3 separate regions of the Zea mays genome follow, and regions 2 and 3 are each linked to region 1. The links are chromatin contacts, called in public Hi-C maps. All regions are on one chromosome and are shown on one strand. The core of a region is the stretch at or near the end of the contact, and the rest is flanking DNA. Distances in the headings are between cores, read along the strand shown.

Region 1 (4,826 bases), core at 1,056-3,555:
TTAACATGTACTTTGTTGACTGTTATATTAATGTTTTAACAGCTTTACAAATAATAAAGCTACTCCAGAGATCTGAAACATGTGTTCCAACACTTAAGTTGCCATAGCACTTGGTGTTGATGTCCGAGTGTAAGGAATAGTATCATAGCTAGATTTAGTTTTGTAACTGACATAAATTTATAAGCAAACTTTAGTAGCTTCTGATACCCAGAAAGCAATATTTTTATGCCCAAAGTAGATTATGGATGGTGATAATATGTTTATGACTGAGTAAATTTATCTGTTAAAGGAGGAACGAGGTTACCTTCATAAAGTCTGGGAGTGTAAAATGTGAATCTTTTGTGTATCCAGCTTCTTCTAACACATGAATCAAGACTTTCTGTAATGCACAATATGTGTCTTCACGTGAGAATAGCCAGAAAAGACTAATGCTAATGTGCACGCACGGGGGACAATACCATAATGACCAAAATGTCTCTTACATTACTATCGCACAAATATGTACAATAATGAATGCCTCTTAAAGCTAATATATACCCAAATTAAGAAATCTTAACTCCAGGAAACTGTATCCTGATGCATTGTGCTAGTAGTGCCTTTTTCTGGGGGAGAAAGAAAGATAAACTCCTTGCAAAAGGCATTATGTTTTACCGAGATAACTTGCCAGCTGAAACTATCTAACAGTTCATGACCACGCAAGAAGTGCAGGTATGAATTACACAACTAAGGCCTGTTTGGAAGCCCTCAGTTTTTAAGAATCTGGTTTATGAAAACTGAGGTGGTTCCAAACATACCAGTTTATGCTCTAGTTTATAGAAACTGGATTTCCAGTTTTTTAAAAAACAAAAAACTAATCTTCCCTAGCTAAAACTAGTTTATGGAAATAGAGGTGGTTCCAAACACCATTAACCAATTTTTTATAAACCAGTTTATGGAAACTAAATTCTTAAAAACTAGGTCGTTTCCAAACAGACCATGTTTGGAAGCGACCTAGTTTTTAAGAATCCAGTTTCTATCTCCCGTTTCTAGAAATTGGTTTATAAAAAAAACTGGTTGGTGGTCTTTGGAAGCACCTCAGCTTTCATAAACTGGTTTTAGCTAGGAGAGGCTAGCTTCTTGGTTTTAAGAAACTAGAAATCCGGTTTTTATAAACTGGGGCATAAACTGGTATATTTGGAACCACCTCAGTTTTCATAAACCAATTTTTAAAAAACTAGGTGCTTCCAAACAGGCCCTAATTAATCACAGACTAAAAGCAATATGTGAAAACATGTGGTATATCCAGTATTTGGAAACTCAAGACGGAAAAGTCAAGATTATTAATTCGTTTTGTTATGTCGTGTGATAACACAAAGAACCAGAAATCCAGAATACAAACCTGTCTCTGTTGCTCTGTCATAAATGAACCTGTCAGATCTCGCAAGATGCTCAAGATGTCATCAAAAGCAACCTTCCCGTTGCAGTCAGTATCATAAACCCTGAAAATAACTGGAGAAAATATAAAAAATCAGACAAAAAAGATTTGAAAGAATTTCCACACTACATATTGACAAATAATATAGAAGTTTAATAAAAATCTAATACCTACATTCAATCTTTTGCTGCAGGCTTGTGCGGGGGCTAAAAGCTGACAAAAATGCTACAAACTCCTTGAAGTTGAGCCCATCCAGCATCCTCAGGAGCCTCTGATATTAGAACAAAGCAACCTTCAATTGCAAATTATCAGGGAACAACACCTCCTTAAGCACACAATTCACATGCTCCAGCCAAAACCCTCAACGTAGCATGGTCTCTACGACTCTAGCCATTAGCATACTCCAAGGATGTTGTCGACAACAGAGGAGAGTGGTTAGTGGCGTGAGGCGAGTTTAGCGGTGGGTGGGGGCCGTACCTGGGAGAGGGGATTTACGGCGAACTCAGGGACCGACATGAACTCGTCAGCGGAGACGAAGCCACCACCGTTACGGTCGAGCTGGCAGAAGCGGTGGTACAGCGATACGATCTCCTGCTGCGAGACTAGCGCCGATAGCCGCGACGGCGAAGCACCAGATTAGATCAGACTAGACCAGATCAGGGGAGCGAATTAGGTGTCAGAGTTAGCGACTGACATGCGTGGTTACAATGGTCCTGGACCTCCTCGATATCGTATTGGGTGAGCATAGAGGAAGTGCTCCCCATCTCGGCCGGACCGCAGGCGGCGGCGGATATCGCCGGAGCAGGAAGAAGCGATGATTCTGGTCGGGACGGAGAGGACGAGGCGTGATGGAATTCCCAATCTGGACGTGACATAAGAAATTGAACCATTGGAGTTTTTGAACATGGGCCGATACCGTGACCCAAATCGATGTGCCATGGGCCGTATTATTCGAGAAAAGGTTTGAACGGGCTGCGTAATAAGGCCATATACATCATGGAGCGCTTAAACTGTCCGCAATTGTTCCCCTAAATTTATCTAATATTTCATTTTTCTCGTCAAGATTCCTTCCCTATATTCCTACCTCTTGTAATGGTTATAAAATTATTTTTTATCTCAACTACCATAGTTGTCGTCCTTCTTATTTTTCCTTTTAATTCAACAGAAACAAATATTTTGCTCCTTTTCGTGGCTACAAGTTGGTATGTAATTGTAATTTTTTTTAATGTTGTCAATAGGTTTCTATACAAAATAAATTAGTACTTTTGAGTATTGATAAAAAGAAGTTTTTGACATGAAGTAGGCCATGCACACGGAATACTTTGGTTTAGGGTTAGCCATGACAAATTTGATGGGTTTACAGTTTAGAATTGTGTACAAAAGAGTAGTTTTAATAATGAACTGAGACCTCTGCAAATAAGGTCGCCCCCTGTCAGCTACCATGATTAGTGCCAAAAACTCCTTCCCATAGATAGACAACTGCTTATTCTTCACTCCCAAATCTTTACTCAAAAAAGCTAATGGTCTATCCTCTTGCATCAAAATAGCTCATATCCCTTCATCGCATGCATCAGTTTCTACCACAAGACCCACATCAAACCGAGGCAAAGCAAGTACAAGGGTCTGAGTCATGGCTTGCTTCAAACTTACAAAGGCTTGTTGGGCTTCTTCAATCTAGTGTCATACTTTCTTGCCTTCGAGTAATCTGGTTAGAGGCTTTGCCAAAGTACCAAAATGCCTAACAAACTTCCTATAATATCCCATCAGGCACACCCCTCCCCAACTCTGTAACAAAGGTAGGGACTAGACATCTCCCCATTGCTTCTGTTTTAGAAGGGTCAGTAGCCAACCTTCCTTGGAAATAATGTGGCCCAAATATTGCAACTCTACCTTAGCAAAGGCACACTTCTTGAGATAAAACTGATGTTGCCTCAAAATGGTGAACACTCGCCTCAAATGGTGTAAATGGTCTTGAAATCTGGGACTATTCACCAAGATATCATCTATAAACACCATTATAAACTTTCTAAGGCATGGTTCCAAAATCGAGTTCATGGCACATTGAAAAGTTGCTGGGGCATTAGTAAGCCCAAAAGGCATTACTCGAAACTGGTAGTGCCCATGATGGGTTTTAAAAGCTGTTTTTAGTTCATCCTTCTCACCCAGCCTGATCTGATGGTACCCAGCTGTCATATCAGGGATAGAGAAATATTATGTTCATGCTAGCTCATCCAAGATTTAACCCACCAAAGTCATAGGAAATCAGTTCTTTATAGTCATGTCATTCAATTTTCGATAATCCACATAAAATTTCCAAGTCCCATCCTTATTTTGAACCAAAAGAACATGTAAGCCAAAAGGACTAACACTTGGAAGAATAAGTCTAGCTTGCAATAGCTCTGCCACTTGCCTTTCAATCTCGGTTTTATGCAAAGGAGAGTATCTGCAAAGTCTTGTATTAACTGGCACAGACCCTGGTAGCAAAGGTATATAATGATCAAATAATCTTGGAGGTGGTAGAGCAGCTGAAAGGGAAATAGGGTTAACCTTTTCCCACAATTAATTTTGGTGGTTGAATGCTCAACACAAATATATGGACTAACTAGTTTGCTCTAGAGTACATGTTCTACAGGTGCATAAAGGTTCAACACAAACCAATAAATATTCAAATTAGGGATCAAAATCAAAGGAGCAAAAGAAACCAAGTGTGTTGTGGTCTGGCGCACCGGACTATCCGGTGTGCCACCGGACAGTGTCCGGTGCACCAGGACCGTATTGTGTCCAACCAGCCACTCTCGGGTTTCCGCAGGCGCACTCCGCTATAATTCACCGGACTGTCCGGTGCACCAGCGGAGCAACGGCTAATTTGCGCAACGGTCGATTGCAAAAGCTGCTGACAGAGGAACAGTGCGTGCAGAGTCAGAGCCGCAGATTCAGAGGCGCACGGAACAGCGAACAAGACCTGTCCGGTGGCACCGGACTGTCCGGTGCCGCAAGGAGACAAAGCTCCAACGATCGACTTCACTCTGAACCCTAACGGTTGGGTGACGTGGCGGCGCATCGGACAGTGAACAGGATCTGTCCGGTGGCGCACCTGATTATCCGGTGCACCCATCGCTAGCAGCCTTCCCCAACGGCTTCTTGGTGGTTGAGGGCTATAAATAACCCCAACCACCACAACTCCAAGCATCCAAGTCTTCTGAAGTTTTCATTCAATACAAGAGCTAGTGCATTCACTCCTAGAGACAAATCAAAAGATCAAAGCCTCTCCAAGTCCCAAATTCATTCCAACAACCTAGTGACTTGAGAGAGAGTGTGTTCGTGTTCATTTGCGCTCTTGTTGTTTGGATCGCTTTCTTCCTTCCTCATTCTTGTTCCTAAGAGACTTGTAATCAAAGCAAGATACACCTAA
Region 2 (4,826 bases), core at 909-3,408, 190 kb before region 1:
TGTATTTATAGCCCCCAACACAAATAGAGCCGTTGGAGAAAAGCTGCTGCTTTCTGCGGCACACCGGACAGTCCGGTGGTGCACCGAAAAAACACACTGTAGCATGTCCGGTGCGCCTAGCCGTTGCCCTGTCAGAGCAGGTGACCGTTGGCGCCGCAGGCTTTCCACACCGGACAGTCCGGTCCTCACACCGGATAGTCCGGTGGTCTTCTCTCCAGGTGCCACCTGGAACTAGCCGTTGGGCTGCGGTTCCCTGGTGCACCGGACAGTCCGGTGTGCCACCGGACAGTCCGGTGCTCCACGCACAGACAGTCCACAGGCAACACACTTGGACTTTTTTTTGGATCTTTTTAATGTCTTCTTTTGAGGTGTTGTTTTCCTCAATTCCTTAGTCCAAGTTAATCTTGTATCCTGTGAACTACAAACACAAACACTAGAAAACTCATTAGTTCACGGATTGTGTTGATCATCAAACACCAAAACTCAATTAGCCAAATGGCCCGGGGTCCATTTTCCTTACACTAGGCTACACGACCGCGTTCCCAGGCTGCCTGCGCCGAGGCCCTAGAGTTACATCCACTGGATCTAGATCCACGGGAGCGAGTGGCGCGACGGTGGCAACGATGTTAGGGGAGGGCGGTGGAGGCAGGGGGAGGAGGGGAGTCTAAGAGAGGTCGCGGCTGCGGTGGAAGGTGGTCTCGCATGGGGATTGGGGAGAGAACACACTGAGGTGGTGGTGGGGCGGTTGCGCACGGGGAGGCCGACACACGGAGCGAACACGGGGGATAGCTCGCGCAGGGGATGTGGGGAGGTGGCGGTGGCAGACGGACGAGCGAGAGCTAGGTCGCTCGCGCGGGCGGGGGGACGCGGAATGGACGGACGATACACAAAAACGGAGGCATGACAACAAACGGACGGTCTGGATTGAGAAAAGGCAGAACGAGGGAGAGGCAGGCTACCCTTGTAGCTAGTAGAGATTTAGAAAAAAGAATCTTTCAATTCAACCAATGGCAACCAACGTTCAGCCGGATTTGCAATTTTATAAACAATTGTTTGCCAAAAAAAAATATAAATATAATAAATACAAAGAATAAAAATAAATAAATAAAACGGACGGGCAAGGCCAATTCCAGGAGCCAAGAATTGCGTGCTGCGTTTATCTCTGTGGCCCTTCGTGCCTGCGTTGTGTAATTGTTCTCCTGCTACCCCGCGTCCGCTGTGTGCTCTCTCGCTCTCTCGGTGGAAGTTGGCGACGACTGGGCGACCGCCGCCGCCGTACGCCAGGTGCTCAGGTCTCCGTCAGACCCTTCGCCAGGTCTTCTTCGGCGGCGAGCACCGCCAGGTACTCCACCCATTTTCTCCTTCCTGCCGTGTGAAACCCAGCACCCAAACCCTAACTTAAACTGATCTTATTTAATAACAAATGTATGAACATGTATTATGCATACTAACTTTTTTTATTATAGGGTGTGCACCCAATCTTCTTCACTGGGTCCTCCGCTGCTTCTAGTCACGCATCTAAATCCGGAGTTGCCAGCATTCGCTTGAGGTGCCGGACCACAGCACACCATCATGCAGGTGGGTAGTACTGGATTATCTCTCTTGATTGGTTGGCGCGTGATCTGTATTCTATATGCTGCGGTACTAGAAATTTTCATTTGGTTAAAAATGGAGAACTGTTCTTCCATGCTTTTCCTGTCCTATTTTGATATTACGGAACTTATAGATGGAGGCCTGAAATACAATTAACTCAATTCCTTTTTGTCTGAAATTTAGTGCAGAGTGGATTGGATGTGTGGTTCAGTGTTTGGTGGTGGAATTGCTATTGTTATTCTTTTTATCATAAGTTCAAACCAAAGCATTACCCACTAGAGCTTGTTCTACACGCTGCTTGTTATTTTATTGAGCTAATAGTAATGCTTTGGGGTGTTAATTTTGTATAATATATATACTCTTATTGGAGTGCTTATATTTTCCCCCCAATTAGTATTGTGGAGGATTATAGTTGTATGAGTCATTTTACATAGCCCTGGTGTAATAACCTGATATACCTTTTGTAAGAGCATGAATTTGTGTTTGTTGTTTATTTGCTAAAGCTCATTGGCGCACACACTTCGAATTTTAGATAGTGCAGTTCATTTATCTGCCTGGCATATTTTAAGAAGTGTGGTGGGTGTTACCTGTTCTTGTGGGCTTCTGATAATCTGATGTTTTCTACGTTTTCTCTTTAAAGGTTCAACTGGATCTTAGTCTTCAGTGTTCGTTCAGTAGCTAGGTTTTCTGACATTTTCAATGCAATACTGCTAACACAATTTACTATTTGAAAGGCTAGCGATAGGTTCAACATAAACTCTCAGCTTGAGCATCTTCAAGCCAAATATGTTGGTACAGGGCATGCTGATTTGTCTAGATTGTAAGTATCCTGTTCTTTTTGTAACAAAAGATGCTACTAAATTATAAGACATCAATGCTTAATTTTGTTTCCTTATTTACAGTGAATGGGCTGTAAACATCCAGAGAGACAGTTATGCCTCTTATATTGGGCACTATCCAATGCTAGCATATTTTGCCATTGCTGAGAACGAATCGATCGGAAGAGAACGTTACAATTTCATGCAGGTATTGCCTCCACTCTTCTTCTAAGTTATAGCTCAAATGTTTAGAGAAATTCTAGCGCATAAATATCATGGTTAAAAAAAACCTAATTAGACTTATGTTTACTCACGATTGAACCTGAAATGGACCCCTAGTGTCTTGTTTAGGGCCTGGGCATCAAATAAAGCCTTGCACACCTCTAGGTGGTATGCGTAGGCGTGGGCAGTGTTTAAGTGGCGGAGTAACACAAAAACACAGTGGCCTGGCTGGCTTGGTGGGCTATGTGTGACCACGCCGGCTAGCTGTCAGGAAAAAAAGCACGCAGAAGAGCTAGTGAAAATGGAAACACGACGAGGATCAAAATTGCAAGTCCCTTCACCACTTCTTTGCAAGTCTGGAATAATTGGAATTGAAATTGCCTTACCTGTGTTACAATTTCTTCTGAGATCGAAGTTGGGCATTTAAACTAGCCATATGTGTTCCAGAAAAAAATAAAGATTAAAATAAATAAAAAAATCGCCAACTCTTGATCATGTTTAATCTATGTTTAGTCCATCTAAGTGCTAGGAAGTGGCCTACTGCTTGTCTAGCGCCTAACATCTTTTAGAACCTTGGTAAATATTGAGTGAAATTATGGCTTAGTACAAGATGAGGGTTTATGTATGTATAGCATCATTGCTGGTTTTTTCATTTAGCTATGTGTGAGTATCTAAGTGCAATCACTGTTAGCCATGTGTGAGTTATCTTCTGGCTTAACAGCTCTTCTGGTTAAGGATTCTATAAATCTTTACCCAAAAAAAAGATGAGTCTGAGAAACAATACAAGTCTGAGAGAACTGAGAAACAATATGATGCTACCCAAAATATTAGGACCTTCTTTTTCTGTGCAAGAAAGTATGGTGATTGGTTAGAAAGCGGAATTGATAAAATTGTCTACTGCTCTACTATTTTCTTTCCATCCTCAGTTCTATACACAAGGTAGCACTGCCTAATAGACTGTTGTTTTGTAAAGTTCTCTTTGAACATATTTTGTTTGGTGAGGACAAGCTTTGAATAATAGTTACTCTGTAACATGCCATTTATCTGATGTAAAATCATAATCATAGATAAGGACCCCATCCGTTTCAAATTATAAGACGTTTTGACTTTTCTAGATACATAACTTTTGTTATGCACTTAAAAAAACTCGGTCGGTGGGGGAAAGGCTGCCCCCATGGTATTTCACAGAAGAGCTCAATCGGAGCTCGGCTGCGAAAAGCCACGAATGCTAGCCCCCTCATACATGGGGATGCCGCACCACCCTGTGGCCTTACCCGTGCTTTGAGACCCAACCGACACGACTAGCCTTTTACACGAGGGCCCGCCTACCATAGGTCGATTCACCCATGTCGGTCAAGGGAACCAACGAGTGACTTGTTTTTAACCTCAGCCTGAAATTTGCTCCCACAGAGAGTTGAACTTAGGACCTGAGGAGTGCTACTTAGACCATCTAACCAACTCAGCTAGATGCATAGTAAATGTCGGTGTTTCGAACCCGGAGGGCCCTCAACCGACTAGTGAATTTTATGCTGCGTGTCCCTGCCCGGATGGATTGATGCAAGATGAAACACAAGAGGGAGGATGAGGCTTATATTATCTTGCACCGGGGTGCTTGTAGTAGAGGATACAAGTTTTGCGAGAGAAGGAACGGATCCCAGGTCTCTTGAGAGGTCTAGTGTTGTGGAGAGAAGGTTTGCCCTGAAGTGTTTTTTGTGATGATGTTGGGTGAGCCGTCTGAGTAAGCCTTCAAAACGTGTCGTGGGAAGGCCCTGGGCATCTCCTTTTATAGATACAAGGAGGTGACCCAGCTGTACATATGGGGGTGTAGCTATGTGCTAACGTGGCTGGCGGAGAAGTACTTGAGCCCTGTAGAAGCGTAGCTGGCGGTGCGGCCCCAGGTCCTGCTGACGTTTCTTTGCCTTCGTAGAGAGCTGAGGACAGTCGACGTCATGGGCGCATGCCGGGAATCATCATTACCTGCTACTGGAGTAATTTGATGTGACACCGGTCTTGTTCCTTCGTAGCCTGAGGTGGCTAGCTAGGGGAAGGATAGTGTTGTATTCCCGGTTCGCGTAGTCGGTCTGAGGCCGTCTCGGGCGAGGCGGTGATTTCTCCTGAAGCCGAGGCCTAGGTCGGGCGAGGCGAAGACCTCCCGAGGCTGAGGCTGAGGCCGAGGCCTGGGTCGGGCGTGGT
Region 3 (4,826 bases), core at 761-3,260, 160 kb after region 1:
CAGTGCCGGACAGTGCCGGAGGGGGAGAAGAAGATAGGTGAGGGAGACAAGAGCTAGGAGAGAGGAGAGGCCGAGAGGGAGACCGGAGCTAGGAGAGAGGAGAGTACCAGTGCCAGTGCCAGTGCCGCCGTACCGGACCCCGGAGTCCCGGTTCCTCAACGGAGCAAGCCGGAGCACCGGGATCTCCGCAGAAGCGCAGATCACACCGGAGGCCGGAGGGGGAGAAGAAGACAGGAGAGAGGAGAGAGATGAGGGAGAACGGAGCACCGGGATCTCCGCAGAAGCGCAGATCGCACCGGTTCACAAACCCTAATAAGCCGGAGCACCGAGATCTCCGCAGATCACACCGGAGGGGGAGAAGAAGACAAGAGATCCGAGCGGGGGTTATGGATCTGAGTTACCCGGTTCACAAATGCGCAGATCCGAGCGGGGGAGAGCCGGAGAGGATCTCCATTCTCCGACGAGCGACGATCGATCCGAGTCCGAGCGGAGGCGCCGAGGCGGAGAGCCGGAGACCGCAGACCGGAGGCGGAGATGGAGACCGGAGCGCTTAGCGGAGGCGGAGGCCGGAGGGAACGAGGGAGAGGGGAGCTCGCCGGACGCCGCCGAATCGCCCGCGGGCCGCGGCTGAGCGAGAGCGAGTTAGGGTTTGAGCGAGAGCGAGAGCGGGTGAGCGAGTGAGCGACTGAGCGGCCGCGGCTGGGGAGTGGGGACTGGGAAGTGGGGGCCGGGGGCGGGTTACACTGCTGGCCGGCTGCTGGGTGGGCCGTGCCGGCGCCGTGCCAGCCCAATTTACCGTGCCGTGCCTGGGCCGACCCTACGGGCCCAAGTGGTGGCCCAGGCACGGCACTAAGAACGGGCCGTGCCCGGCACTGGCACTAAAAGGTCCGTGCCGTGCCGTGCCAGTGCCGTGCTTTTTAGTGCCGTGCCAGTGCCGGCCCGTCGTGTTAGTGCCATTTGGCCAACTATATGCCGACCAATTCAAGCCGTGTTCCTCGCTTCGCTTCGCATGGCGTCCTCTTCGCGCTGCTGTGCTGTACCAAGCCAGTAACCGTATCGTACCGTACGGCGCCTTTACATCGAATCCTTTGCGCCCAAGTCAAGCGTCCCTTTCCGTGCGATTGGGCATTTTGATTCACCGTGGGGGTGCGTCCAGGTTGATAGCGCCGGTCGCTTCAGATCCAGAAACGCGCGCATGGTGTGGCGGCGCGCTGGACTTGGAGAACGGCTCAACTCGAAGCCAATTTGGCTACATTTTTATAATACTAGTTTATTTATCGTGGGCCGCTGCTACCAACGTGCCGGTAACTCTTCATGTCTATCTATCTTGCTTGTTTCTTGGACTATTTTTCAGCTATATATGTTTCCTCCGGTTTTTTTTTTCTAAACCACGGAGGCTTGGATTTTGTGGGCTTGTCTCATTGTCTGCGTAGAACCAACAATGCTGAAGTGTTACTGAACCATCCATGTGTTCCCCTGCTGCTTCGAAGCTGTATATTATTACTACCGCTCCATCATGTGTCGCTGTCGGCCGCAAAGATTTCCATGATGGATTCCATCATCCATGCAGGTAGCCGGTAGCGTCGTCGCAGCCGGCGAGTATGAGCAGCAGGAAACGCCGCGCTTGATTCCGTCCGTCCGAGCTAGCACACTAGCAGTACCTTCAGTCACGGGAAATTCACACGGCAGTGCATGTGTCCACTGCCCTCCATCTCGCCATGGCTGTGACCTGTGAGCCCCACGTTGCGCTAGCTAGAGAGCCTTCTTCTTCTTCCCCCAGGGGACCGTTGCGGACCAGTCCACGGCATGACGGCAACGGCATCCCCGTGACGAGAGCGACTCGTTACAGTAGCAACAAACCGGCCGGAGGGTTTCCTAACCCATAGGCCATAGCCGAATGCGCGCGCGCGCGTGACCGCGGCACTTGGCTGTCGCCATCGGGCATGCACCGGCCGCCGGTGGCCAGAGCGTGCGCCGTCGTCGCTGTAGCGCTCGCTTCCCCGAGTGGGGGGTCCGGGTCCGGGTTCTTGGCCCCGCTCGCGACGTGGTGTGGTGGGGGACTGGGTTTTGCTCCTTCTCTAGTCCGTCCGAGATGGTTAACGCTAGCTTCTATCTTGGCTGATTATCCCGGTGGTTGGATCCGTGTCTCTGTCTTTTCCGGTAGTCCCCGCGTGGCGTGGCCTTGCCGTGGCACTGGCAGTGGCGGACGGGCGCGCGTACCTTGATGAGAGCCACACCGATGTGGGTGGTGCGTGCTACTACTGCTGCCTCTCTGGCGCGCGGCTATTCCATTCTCCTTCGTCGTCATCGTCATGGAATCCATCATGAAGGCTGAGCGGAGCAAGGCTGCTGCTGCCGCACAGAGGCGGCCGCTGGCGCCGTCCGAGAAGAACAATGCAGCAGCCCCCGCCGGTCGGAGAACAGAGAGCCCTTCGAGGTTCAAGCCCGTGTCGGTGTCGCCGGCGGCTCCTGCAGCGAGGCGGTGCGGTTCTCCGAGCCCCGGCCCCGCCTCTGCGGACGGCGGCTCGGCGACGTGCAACGGAGCGCGGTCGGCTGCCGCGCCTTCTCCTGCGCCGTCCTCTCGGCTGAAGCCCTCGGCCGCGGCGAGGTCCGCGTCTGCCGTGTCTCCACGTGACGCGGCCGCCGATGGACACGGCACTCCACCCCGTGCAAGGAAGGGCAAAGACTCCGACCGCCCGTGGGCGTCGGCGCGGAGCTCGTGCTCGTCTCCCCTGCTTCGACCAGAGGCAGAGCACGGGCAGTCCCCTGCCACTGCCAGTAAGGTAGACAGGCTAGTCCGTGGCCTACCTTCAGAGCCGGTGGTCAGACTGAGGCCAGGAGCTGTGGCTGAGAGGAAGACGAGCACGAGCCCTCGACCTCGTGGAAGGAGCACGAGCAAGAACAACACCGGCGACCAAAGCCAACACGAGAATGCTCGCCCTCCGGAGTCCCCTGCCAACAGTGTCGCCCTCGCCGATAAACACTGGTGGCCGGGGATGATGGCTGGCCTCTCTTCGACAACCGCCGCTTCTGCGGAAAAGGCTAGCAGGTCTGACGCCTCTTCGTCATCAGATGCTTCAGCAGGACGTTCTCCTCCAAGGAGGACGCGTCCATGTGAAGGCGCAGCAACCGGCAAGAGCGTGAAGCGGGGACCATCGAACGAGACGGCGCAGATCGTTCACCGGAGAAGGAAAGACAAGGCGGCGGACTCCAGCAGCGACGCCTCCTCGCAGATGTCGGAGAGCTCTAAACCCACCTGCCGCCCGATCAAGCAGGCCGTTTCTCTGCCCGTTCCAGCTCTGCGCCGGTCCTCGTCTACTACCTCCCGGTCCTGCCAGACCCCGTCGCGGATGAGGCCGTCAGCAGCAGCTTGCCAATCGAAATGCGCGTCTTCGGCTGCTCGAACGGTTGTCGAACAGCCTGCTTTTAGCTACATCATCGCTGATGCGCGGAAAGGGAAGAAGAACGCATGCCAGATTGAGAACGTACACCAGCTCCGTCTGCTGAGCAGTAGGTATCTGCAGTGGCGCTTCGTGAATGCACATTCAGAAGAGACACTGTCCCATAGAAATAGTGTTGAGGTAACTTTGGCAACGTCGCATCTTACGTTACCTATGTTCATGATATATATATTTTTGCATCATATAATCAGTCAGTATGCACACTATTTACCGGCAATGGTGTTTTAGTGTCTTAAGTGATTTTTTAGTTTTTTTTGTAGGTAAATTTTCTGTACCAACGTTAAACTGACACGAAACCCTTTTTCTCCTATCATGCAAGCAGAGTGTTCTTTACAATGTTTGGGAAAGTATCTCGACACTGCGGGATGCTATGGCAATAACAAGAGACAGTGTGCGACACCTGCAGCAACAAGTGAAGCTGTATCACATTCTAACAGAGCAGGTGCAGTGCAATATTCAGAAACCAGTCACTTTGTTTTTGCATCTCGACCTGTTTAGGATCGGAGGACCCATGCATAGACATTTTTTTTTTGAAAAAAAACCATATTAATAAATAGATGTTTTTTAGATAATGGAAAGAACCAACCATATTGAATAGATATATATGTGTGGAAACCTTATGGGCAGCCTTGTTTTCTCCCATAATTCGGTTTACTGACCATGCATACACTAGTATGATTCAGATTTGTTACCTTGAGCAATGGCCTGCACTAGAAGAAGAATGCAATGGCACACTAGTTGAGGCGACGGAGGCTCTCAAAGCAAGCACGCTTCGCCTTCCAGTCACATCAGGAGCACAGGTGTGTGCCAAACAAACATCTTCCAACTAATGAACAGTAGTCTTTATTGTTTCTACTAGGATATATATAATAATGGCATTGCTACTGCGTGAGCAGGCTGACGGAATTGCAGTCAGGAACGCTATAAGCTCAGCCGTTGATGTCATGCAAGCTCTGAGTTCCTCTATCTACTACGTGCAATCGAAGGTTGGGTTTTTTTTAGCTTTCGGTTCTTCCACAGTATGTCTCTACTATGATGATTTGGAACGAGCCTCAGAATCATTGTAAACTAATTATATATGTTTAAAAGGAAACAACTATAATCTATGAACTGTTTATATTATTAGTACTACATGGTTTGGTGGAAGATGGGAGGACGTCCTTGCTGCCGTTATTGACGCTAGGACATGCGTGCGTGCCAGGTCGAAGACAGGACATGTTTGGTTTCGGGACTTTCGGCTACGGCAAGAGAGGAAAACGTCGCCCTTGATCAATGCAGAGAGCTCTTAGCTACGGCAGCAAAACTGCAGGTATTTTTTGGATTACTGTCAGGTCAAACCTTCTATTATCAAATCAGCAAGTGTCT

Evidence for each region. Hi-C and Micro-C count contacts between places; a contact is called where the count stands out from the background.
Region 2: a contact with region 1 is called in a Hi-C map of tassel, with 2.2 times the contacts expected there. The contact joins the promoter of LOC103653310 here to the promoter of LOC100193443 in region 1. A contact is called at or near these places in 4 of 25 Hi-C or Micro-C datasets (bundle sheath, ear, endosperm and 1 more).
Region 3: a Hi-C map of ear shows a contact between it and region 1, with 5 times the contacts expected there. The contact joins the promoter of LOC103653308 here to the promoter of LOC100193443 in region 1. A contact is called at or near these places in 3 of 25 Hi-C or Micro-C datasets (ear, leaf and tassel).

What each region holds. Positions count from the first base shown.
Region 1 is chr4:62,839,375-62,844,200 of Zm-B73-REFERENCE-NAM-5.0, reverse strand. LOC100193443 (calcineurin subunit B) reads right to left here and starts at 2,305. Exons shown (of 6, transcript NM_001138562.3): 1 at 2,109-2,305; 2 at 1,892-2,016; 3 at 1,589-1,685; 4 at 1,379-1,488; 5 at 305-379. The coding sequence starts at 2,178.
Region 2 is chr4:63,034,081-63,038,906 of Zm-B73-REFERENCE-NAM-5.0, reverse strand. It overlaps LOC103653310, which reads right to left and starts at 2,158. Exons shown (of 2, transcript XM_008680248.3): 1 at 1,449-2,158; 2 at 1,289-1,345. The coding sequence starts at 1,688. The coding sequence ends at 1,289. It overlaps LOC103653311, which reads left to right and starts at 1,207. Exons shown (of 5, transcript NM_001353377.1): 1 at 1,207-1,342; 2 at 1,467-1,578; 3 at 2,328-2,413; 4 at 2,496-2,619. The coding sequence starts at 1,573.
Region 3 is chr4:62,681,913-62,686,738 of Zm-B73-REFERENCE-NAM-5.0, reverse strand. LOC103653308 (QWRF motif-containing protein 4) reads left to right here and starts at 2,010. Exons shown (of 6, transcript XM_008680245.3): 1 at 2,010-3,581; 2 at 3,784-3,903; 3 at 4,145-4,261; 4 at 4,358-4,447; 5 at 4,663-4,770. The coding sequence starts at 2,313.